3 separate regions of the Hordeum vulgare genome follow, and all the other regions are linked to region 3. A link is a contact called in public Hi-C data. All regions are on one chromosome and are shown on one strand. The core of a region is the stretch at or near the end of the contact, and the rest is flanking DNA. Distances in the headings are between cores, read along the strand shown. Region 1 has its middle 83 kb from the start of LOC123402290. Region 2 has its middle 31 kb from the start of LOC123402290. Region 3 holds the start of LOC123402947 (tubby-like F-box protein 5).

Region 1 (2,700 bases), core at 37-2,536, 180 kb before region 3:
CAAAAATTTAGGATGAAATACCTTGAAATACGATCTGCACAAAAAGATAAATTCATGGCCTGAAACGATGAATAATGTCATGTGTAAAAAAGCCTCAGATTTGTCTTTTTTGCACAGCCCTCATTTCAATGTATTTTTTTCTGAAAATTTACACACATGTGTGCTACGCCTTCACTTATCCTTGTATTTTTTTTTCAGAATTCTTTGAAATGTAAAAATATGAATTTTTATGAAATTTGAATTTCAAATTTAAAGGCCTCCATGGAGCTCGGCCACCAAACGCAATTTCCGTATCATGCATATGATACTATTGTATGATACTACCTTCATAATGCATAATATTATAAATTAGTATCATAGAGGACCTCATTTATTGACACGCATGACACATAGGCCCTGTTTGAATCCTCTAACTCGGTTAGAGGTTAGAGTTAGATTCTAACCCTGTACTAACTTTAAATTAGCTCTAATCAAAGAAGTGTTTGGATGACAAGGTTAAATTGTCAATAAATGCATTTTTTCAATCATTTAGCTCCTTTAACTAGGATTTGGTGTGGTGGAGGTAAAGGGAAAAATAATTTTTTTCCTGTGTCACACCTAACTCTAACCCAAATAAGCACGTCTTGGGTGGGTTAGTTCTTTTGAAAACCAACTCTAACCATTTTGTTTGGATGTTTTGAGGCCAGTTCGGTCCAATCTAACCAACTCTAACTCAAATCCATGGATCCAAACAGGTCCACAATAACATAAATTTAACATGTTACGGCATCAAACTATGTTGCTCAAACTTTTTTCCAATTATGTATCACATCAGCATTTTTGCTAGTCTTAAATGTTTGCTAGTCTCAAATAGATACATGATACTACCTAAGTTACCCAGCCTAATCGTTCATTCATGTTACACATACACGATTTCCCCTCGACGATTCGCCCACCGTGCGGCGTGACCACAAAACGTCGCTCGCAGACGCTTCAGCCACGTCATTGTAGTGTACTACCACCGTACCGGTCTTGATTAGTGCTGCGTGCGCGCGTAACGTTGGTTCGGGCAGCATGCACGTATCATTTTTTTTCTCCTGCAAGTAGAGCATCCACCATGACCCGTTGGACACGTTCAAACGAACTTGAACTTCCGAAAGTTACAACCCAACTTTTCTTCTGAACTTCCCTAAGAAAAGGAGGAGCAGACGCTCGCCCGTTTTCGGCCCCCCCTGCCCTCCGTCCACATGGTCCCGAACCCCCAACCTGCATCCATCACGTACTACGCCGCCTGCTCGGTCAAAAAGGGCAGGAAAAAAGAAGGCGGCCATACATGCATTGCACAGGGCATGATTGATCATGATATGCAAACCCCCAAACCACACTCGATGTCATGGACCACGGCGGATTCCGCCCGAAAGAATACTGTCCCCCTAGACGAACTTTCCTCCACGCGAACCGCCGTTGCCGCTCCGGCTAATCACGAAACTCAACACGGCTGATGATCACCACCACCCGTCCACCACCGCATCATTGTTTCCCGCAGAACATTTCCACGGGGACGACCGACGGCCGAACATGGGGGAAGGGAGCCGGCCTCCGGCGTCCAGCGGAGGCGGAGGCGTGCGGTGGTGCGGCAGGTGTGGCCTCCACGCCGGCCCCGGCCCGGCCAGAGCCATGTTGCTGATGACGGCCTGGGTGTGGGTGGCGTGGCCGAGGGAGGGACGCATGCAGGTGCGACGATGCCAATGTGATGCGCCAACGGGAACCAACAAGGCTGTCGCCCTCGTGAGCGTGTCTGCCATTACGCGCAGGGTCAGTGTTATGGCTATAGTTTAATTTAGCGCGACGTGGGAATGTATGTGTGCGTACCTTGCTCAATCTATGAAGCGATGGCTACTCATACGGTAGTAGAATATACGTTATGGTTGCTTTCGAAAAGAAATAGTTTATGCTCTGAGAGGAGTCATGTGAGGAAAAATATATTTATGCAGAGGATAAATTCACTGATCAGCTTTTCGCCAAGATTTTAATTTTTAGACCTGATGAAGCTCCGCTGGCCAGCAAGACCTAGACCGTCCAGCATGGGTCCATGGTTTCTTTTTTATGGCGTGGAACTGCTTGGGTTCTTGTTTCTTTGTCCAGGATATATTCCCCAAGCTGTGGACGTAACTTGCCGGAGCACTCCATGTCTGGAATCTGGAATACAGCATGCGGCCTTTTCTTATCCAGATTTTTTCCTTCTTTTTCTTTCTGAATTCAATCAGATCAATTTTTGACCTTGTAGTTTGGTGATTCCAACGTGTTTCATGCAGTACGCCTCCCCAAAAAACGCGTTCATGCAGTGCTTTGGGTATAATACAAATGATAAAACACTTGTGATTAGTTTTAAGTAAACGCTAGATAGATGTATAGATGTCCCTCTGTTGCAACGGGATATAAATATTCTAATGTGTTAGGCCCTGATTTACCTGCACATATTAATATGATGTGACAATTTTATTTTACCCACTAATTTGCGCACATTCTCATTTCTATCTAAAAATTCCATGTGCTCAATTTTACCCCTCTTTTGTTTGATGCGACTATGAAAATACATTTTCCTATCATTTCCAATCGGTCAAGAAGGTTTAACCGCACATTTCCTAAAAATAGATGGTCGTGTGTGCATATGCCATTCGCATGTGGGACCTATCCTTGGAAAAAAAATCTTTTAGCTCA
Region 2 (2,991 bases), core at 156-2,655, 230 kb before region 3:
TCCCATATATAAATCTTTACCTCTGGACCATTCCGGAGCGCCTCGTGATGTCCGGGATCTCATCCGGGACTACGAACAACTTTCGGTAACTGCCACACATAACTCATTAATACCAAATCGTCACCAAACCTTAAGTATGCAGACCCTGCAGGTTCGAGAACTATGCATACATGACCGAGACACTCTTCGGCCAATAACCAATAGCAGGACCTGGATGTCCATATTGGCTCCTACATATTCTACGAAGATCTTTATTAGTTGAACCACGATGTCAAGCATTCAATCAATCTCATATACTATTCCCTTTGTTTATCGGTATGTTACTTGCCCGAGATTCGATCGTCGGTATCTCTATACCTAGTTCGATCTCGTTACCGGAAAGTCTCTTTACTCGTTCTGTAATACAAGATCTCGTGACTAACTCCTTAGTCACATTGCTTGCAAGGCTTGTTGTGATGTTGCATTACCAAGTGGGCCCCGAGATACCTCTCCGTCACACGGAGTGACAAATCCCAGTCTTGATCCATGCCAACCCAACAAACGCCTTCGGAGATACCTGTAGAGCACCTTTATAGTCACCCAATTACGTTATGATGTTTGATACACACAAGGTATTCCTCTGGTGTCCGGGAGATGCATGATCTCATGGTCATAGGAATAAATACTTTGACATGCAGAATACAGTAGCAATAAACTGACACGATCGTATGCTGCGTTCATAATTTGGGTCTTGTCCATTACATCATTCTCCTAATGATGTGATCTTGTTATCAAACGACTTCTCATGTCTATGTCCAGAAAACCTTGACCATCTTTGATCAACGAGCTAGTCCTTTGAGAGACTCACTAGGGATAGTGTGTTGCCTATGTATCCACACATGTATTTGAGTTTCCAATCAATACAATTCTAGCATGGATAACTATTATCACGAACAAGGAAAAATAATAATAACAAATTTATTATCGCCTCTAGGATAATAAACTATTATCATGAGATTACAGTAGGTAATCTTTTGCATAAATGCGATGTAGATAAACTTATTCAATAAAAAATGACGTTTTGTTATTTAATACATTTTATTATATGATTTATCTAATGATTAAAGTGCTAAACAATTAATCTACAACAGTAAAAACATATAATAAAATCATGTTGCACGAGATAGCATGTTAAGCACATCTAGTGCATAGAAACTAGGCTAAAAATGAATTCCCGAGACATATTTTAAGCCTAAAGTGTTGTTTCAAGCCCAAAATGGGATGCCAGCCCGATGCACCCACGAGCTTGCCCGACACCCCCTCTTTTTTACTTTTTTTAGAGAGGGAAAAGGGCCCAAACTGCATGGCCCAGCCGTTACGTCCCATGAGGCCGGCCTGGCCAGCCAACGCTCGGTCCACCGGGACGCTAGGTTTTCCTAGCGCCAGAGTGGCGGCGGCTGCACCTGGCCGAGGCCGAGGTGAGCGGCTAGTAGGTCGCGGTGGGGCAAGCGGATAGGCGGCTGGAGCGGCTCTGGGGAAGGCCGGCCAGGCCAGCGTGTGGCTGGGGAAGGCCGGCCAGCAGGGCGCAGCGAGCGGCGAGCGGCTGGGGAGGGCCGGCCAACAGGGCGCGGCGAGCGCGACGGCGAGCACGGCAGCGCGCGTGCGGCGAGCGTGGATGCCAGCAGGGCAGCGCACGCGAGTGGCGAGCACGGCGGCCAGCAGGGCAGCTTGCGCGGGTGGCCAGGGCAAGCGCGACCAACGTTGGGGGCGCGGCCGGGCACGGCCAGGCGCGACCGATGCAGCGAGCATGGCGTGGTGCGGCCGGGGCAGCGGACGCGGTGGCGGCTCGGGCGACTAGTGGTGTCAGGGCCTGGCGCGGCTGAGCGCGTGTGCACGCGGCGGTCGGTGCCAGCACAGCCATGTCGACAGCAGCGATTACTGTAGCTACGCGAAAAAATGGTTCGTGCGTCAGCGGGACGTGACGACGTGTGTACATCCGGTACATCACGGCGGTGTCGTTCTCATATGGAGTACGTGTAATCACTGTCTCCCTCGGATGTAGTCAACAAGTCTCTCTTGATCAAAGAACATCAACATTGGTCAGCGACGTGTTTGTCAGGTAGTTTTTAGAAGAGAAACTCACACCGTAGGTAGATTAAATCCGAAAAAATAAACTAATCATAAAAACTGAATCGTGATAGCATGATGAATCCATTTTTGCAAAGAGAGAGATCGTATCATATACCTCTGCGGGAACGATGAGAGGATTCTTGGGGCAGGCTTGACGCACGCTCGATGAAGAGGTGATAGAGCAAAGTGTGCTGATAACGTGTTCCGCAACTCCTGTCGAGGAGTCCGGTCCAAGATTGCGGTGCGGAGGAGCGTCGTAGACAATCGCAGAAAAAGTAGAAGAACACATGCAGTAAAGAGGAAACAATCTTTATTATATGATAGTCTTTGTTACCATGATTGTTCCTACTTTCTTTATATAGGGGTAGGGGTCAAGGGATAAGAACCCACTTAACGAAAAAAAGGGAAATGATAGAGACTCGCTTTGTGCCTCACACAGAAGCCGGTCGTTTCTATTGCGCTGATGGGCTGGGCCCAGGTTTCCCAACACGAACCAAGTCTCTCCATGACGCCTTTTCCTGCTAGTAACAGCACAAACACATCGATCAAGTTATGGGGCGTAAGAGCATCTCGACTTAACAAATATGACCCTCTCAATGATCACAAACGCGTTGGCCGGTCGAATTTCCTATTTATTCGTTCATGTAGCTATATTTTTTATTTTATTTTTCATATGTCGGGTCATTTGCATGTGATTCATAAATAAGAAGAGAAAGAAAAAAAAATAATAAATGAAGAAAAAGAAAAGCTGGTCCGGGTTAGAGTCACGTCCTACGAGGCAGACTCACCTCGTGCGCACGGGCGCGTCCGCATGCCCCTCGTATCCTTCCTATATTTGTCCTCAATACGAGGGTTCTATTGAGTAATAGGAAAATTTTCAAG
Region 3 (2,700 bases), core at 172-2,671:
GTTGGTACCAAAGCGACCTAATTTCAAGCATACGGATGTATTTATGTAAAGTACTACTCAGTGAAGGAAAATCAAAACAATAATGTCATACCACTTCCATCCCCATTAAGAAAAAATATATATCCTAATAAAGGCGTGTATGTCTCTTTTCCTCTTTCATGAAAGAACACCACCATAAGCAAAAGAAGTCGTGGTGTGTCCAAACTACCCCCATAACACGACACTACAAAATCAAAGCACAATAAATGCATGCAGAAAATCACAGAGTAAGAACAAAGCGAAAATCAATGTGATCTTTCCGTTATGCTCGCTCACCAATCAGAAAACAGGGGGATATTCGCTATTGAATTGCATGCCGCACATGCGATTGAGAAGAGTAGTTTCGGTGGACTCAAGGGCCCACAACACTGGAGTTTAAAGAGAGACTAATTTCCAATGGTAATTTCTTTTTGGCAGTTTTGATCTCTTTCCATTGCCCTTTGTCTTTTGTGCCGAGGATTTTCCGCTCTCCTTTCAAATACAGGGTGCATACATACTCCCTCCGCCCCATAATATAAGAGCGTAGTAAAAATGTTCTTATATTATGGGACGGAGGGAGTAGATGTCAAAGTGACACATCGATTTTTTCAGGGGTTGAAGCTATGAACCTTAAAATAGACCTTGACATTTCCTTCACCTACATAAAGAGACGTTGGAGCGAGTCATTTTGACAATTTGCTAGATTGGAGCTACGATCCCCCTAAGGCTGCTCATAGTGGAGATTAACATATAGTACTATCATGCATATGTTACTATTGTATGATAGTACCTTCATAGTGCATAGTATCATAAAGTAGTACGTATCATAGGTGATCTCATTTATTGACATGCATGACACATAGTAGCATAGCATTTAACATGTTACGGTATCTACCTATGTTACTATAATCCTCTCTCTCTTCTTTAATTACTTGCCACGTTACCATGTTTGCTAATCCCAAGACTATGTTACTAGCTATGATACCCCACTATGGCCAGCCTAAACCCCAAGACACCACCTTTTCGTTCCATCAACCGTTCATTGTATGCAGAGAGAAAGTCTTCGTAACACAAAAGTGCCTTTTAAGATGCTTTTAACCATGTAACTTGCTCTGCAACCACCTCACCTCACCTCACCTCACCAGAGCAGCCCAACCTCAAGACCAAAGCGTGAGTCCCACAGCGGCGTACACTCCATGTTGATGCATAGGATTCCCGTTGGGCAGCTGTGAGTTTTGGGGAGCCGCGAGGCGCGAGTAGTAGTAGCAGTACCTGCACACCTCGAAAGGTGAAAACTCAACGAGAGAGGAAAAAAGGAGCACCCCACAAAAAAGCCGTCCCCACCCTCCTTAAAAAACCCGCCTCCGTTCATTTTTTATTTCTCCGCGGCCCCTTTTATTATCCTCTCCCTAATACAAACCCACGCCCAAACTACACACACAGGGTTCACAGGAGCTGCAGCGAGCGGAGAGAGAGAGAGAGAGAGAGAGAGGGCGAGAGCGGAGGGAAAGAGGGAGAGGCTCCGTGGAGAAATCCTGAGCTCGGAGGAGGAAGGCAGGCGAGGGGGCGCTCCCTAATCTTGAGCTCTTTGGGGGGGGGGGGGGGGGAAGGAAGGAGCTCTTGGGGATCCAACGGAGGCGGGAATGAGGGAAACGGAGGGAGGGTTCTCGATCCGTTCTTGAGCCGATTCTTTTGATTTCCTGAGCCGCGGAAGCGGGGAAGCTTTGGATCTCGAGGCCACCCGAGCGTGAACCCTCGGTTTCTCCGGGCCCTCCTCGCTGCATTGCCTCCTCCCCAGATCCGGACTGCCGGGCGAGGAAGCGCCGGGTCCTCGCCCTCGCCGCCCACCTCAAATTCGCCCGGAAATTCCAGCTTCTTTAGCTGTCTCCGGAGCCCCGCGCTTCAGATCTTTCTCGAAATGTCCATTATTTTGGTTGGGTTGGACGCGGTGGTGGCGGCGACTACTTTATGAGCTGTCTCCTGCCATTTTTGGAGTAGATTCACCCGCAATGGCGGATCTTGCCATGGAGCTGTAAAGGGGGGCTCTTTCCGCGAGAGCGACAGCAGCTGGTCATAAGTTGCAATGTCTTTGAAGAGCATCGTGCGGGAGCTCAAGGAGATGAGGGACGGCATCGGGAGCATGTCCAGGCGCGGCGGCGTCTCCGACGGGCGCGCCGGCCACGGCCGCGGGGGGTCGCGGCATTCCTGGCCCAGCCTGTGGCCGGAGCCGCAGCCGCAGCCACAGCGGCCAGGCCAGGAGCCGCAGCAGCAGGGGCAGTGGGCGAACCTGCCGCCGGAGCTGCTGATCGACGTGATACAGAGGGTGGAGTCCAGCGAGGTGGCCTGGCCGGCGCGGCGCTATGTCGTGGCCTGCGCAGCCGTCTGCCGGACGTGGCGCGAGGTCACCAAGGATGTGGTGAAGACCCTCGAGGAGTGCAGCAGGATCACCTTCCCCATCTCCCTAAAGCAGGTATCTCCAGTCCCCCCACATCAATGCCTTCTTCCGCCATGATCTGTTTGCTCATCAAATGTGTGAGTCTGGATGCTTAACCTTGGTGGTTTGGCGCAGCCGGGGCCTCGTGATTGTCCCGTGCAGTGCTTTGTGAGGAGGGACAGGGCGACGTCCACCTATCTCCTCTACCTGGGGCTCAGCCCATGTAAGTCAATCTTGTCTGGTTGCTT

The links. A called contact is a pair of places that touch in the nucleus more often than the background predicts.
Region 1: a Hi-C map of leaf shows a contact between it and region 3, with 4 times the contacts expected there. The contact joins the enhancer-like site here to the promoter of LOC123402947 in region 3. A contact is called at or near these places in 2 of 6 Hi-C or Micro-C datasets (leaf and seedling) and 1 of 1 datasets of contacts at active chromatin or transcription factors (embryo).
Region 2: a contact with region 3 is called in a Hi-C map of seedling, with 3 times the contacts expected there. The contact joins the enhancer-like site here to the promoter of LOC123402947 in region 3. A contact is called at or near these places in 2 of 6 Hi-C or Micro-C datasets (leaf and seedling) and 1 of 1 datasets of contacts at active chromatin or transcription factors (embryo).

What each region holds. Positions count from the first base shown.
Region 1 is chr6H:463,743,380-463,746,079 of MorexV3_pseudomolecules_assembly, forward strand. No RefSeq gene overlaps it. Among protein-coding and RNA genes, the nearest start is that of LOC123402290, 83 kb to the left of the region's middle. Within about 2 kb of position 1,287, at least 3 of the 3 cell types and tissues checked have open chromatin away from gene starts, as enhancers often do. A contact at or near this core is called in leaf and seedling, where this site is marked.
Region 2 is chr6H:463,691,621-463,694,611 of MorexV3_pseudomolecules_assembly, forward strand. No RefSeq gene overlaps it. Among protein-coding and RNA genes, the nearest start is that of LOC123402290, 31 kb to the left of the region's middle. Within about 2 kb of position 1,406, at least 3 of the 3 cell types and tissues checked have open chromatin away from gene starts, as enhancers often do. A contact at or near this core is called in leaf and seedling, where this site is marked.
Region 3 is chr6H:463,922,232-463,924,931 of MorexV3_pseudomolecules_assembly, forward strand. It overlaps LOC123402947 (tubby-like F-box protein 5), which reads left to right and starts at 1,422. Exons shown (of 4, transcript XM_045096916.1): 1 at 1,422-2,488; 2 at 2,588-2,675. The coding sequence starts at 2,102.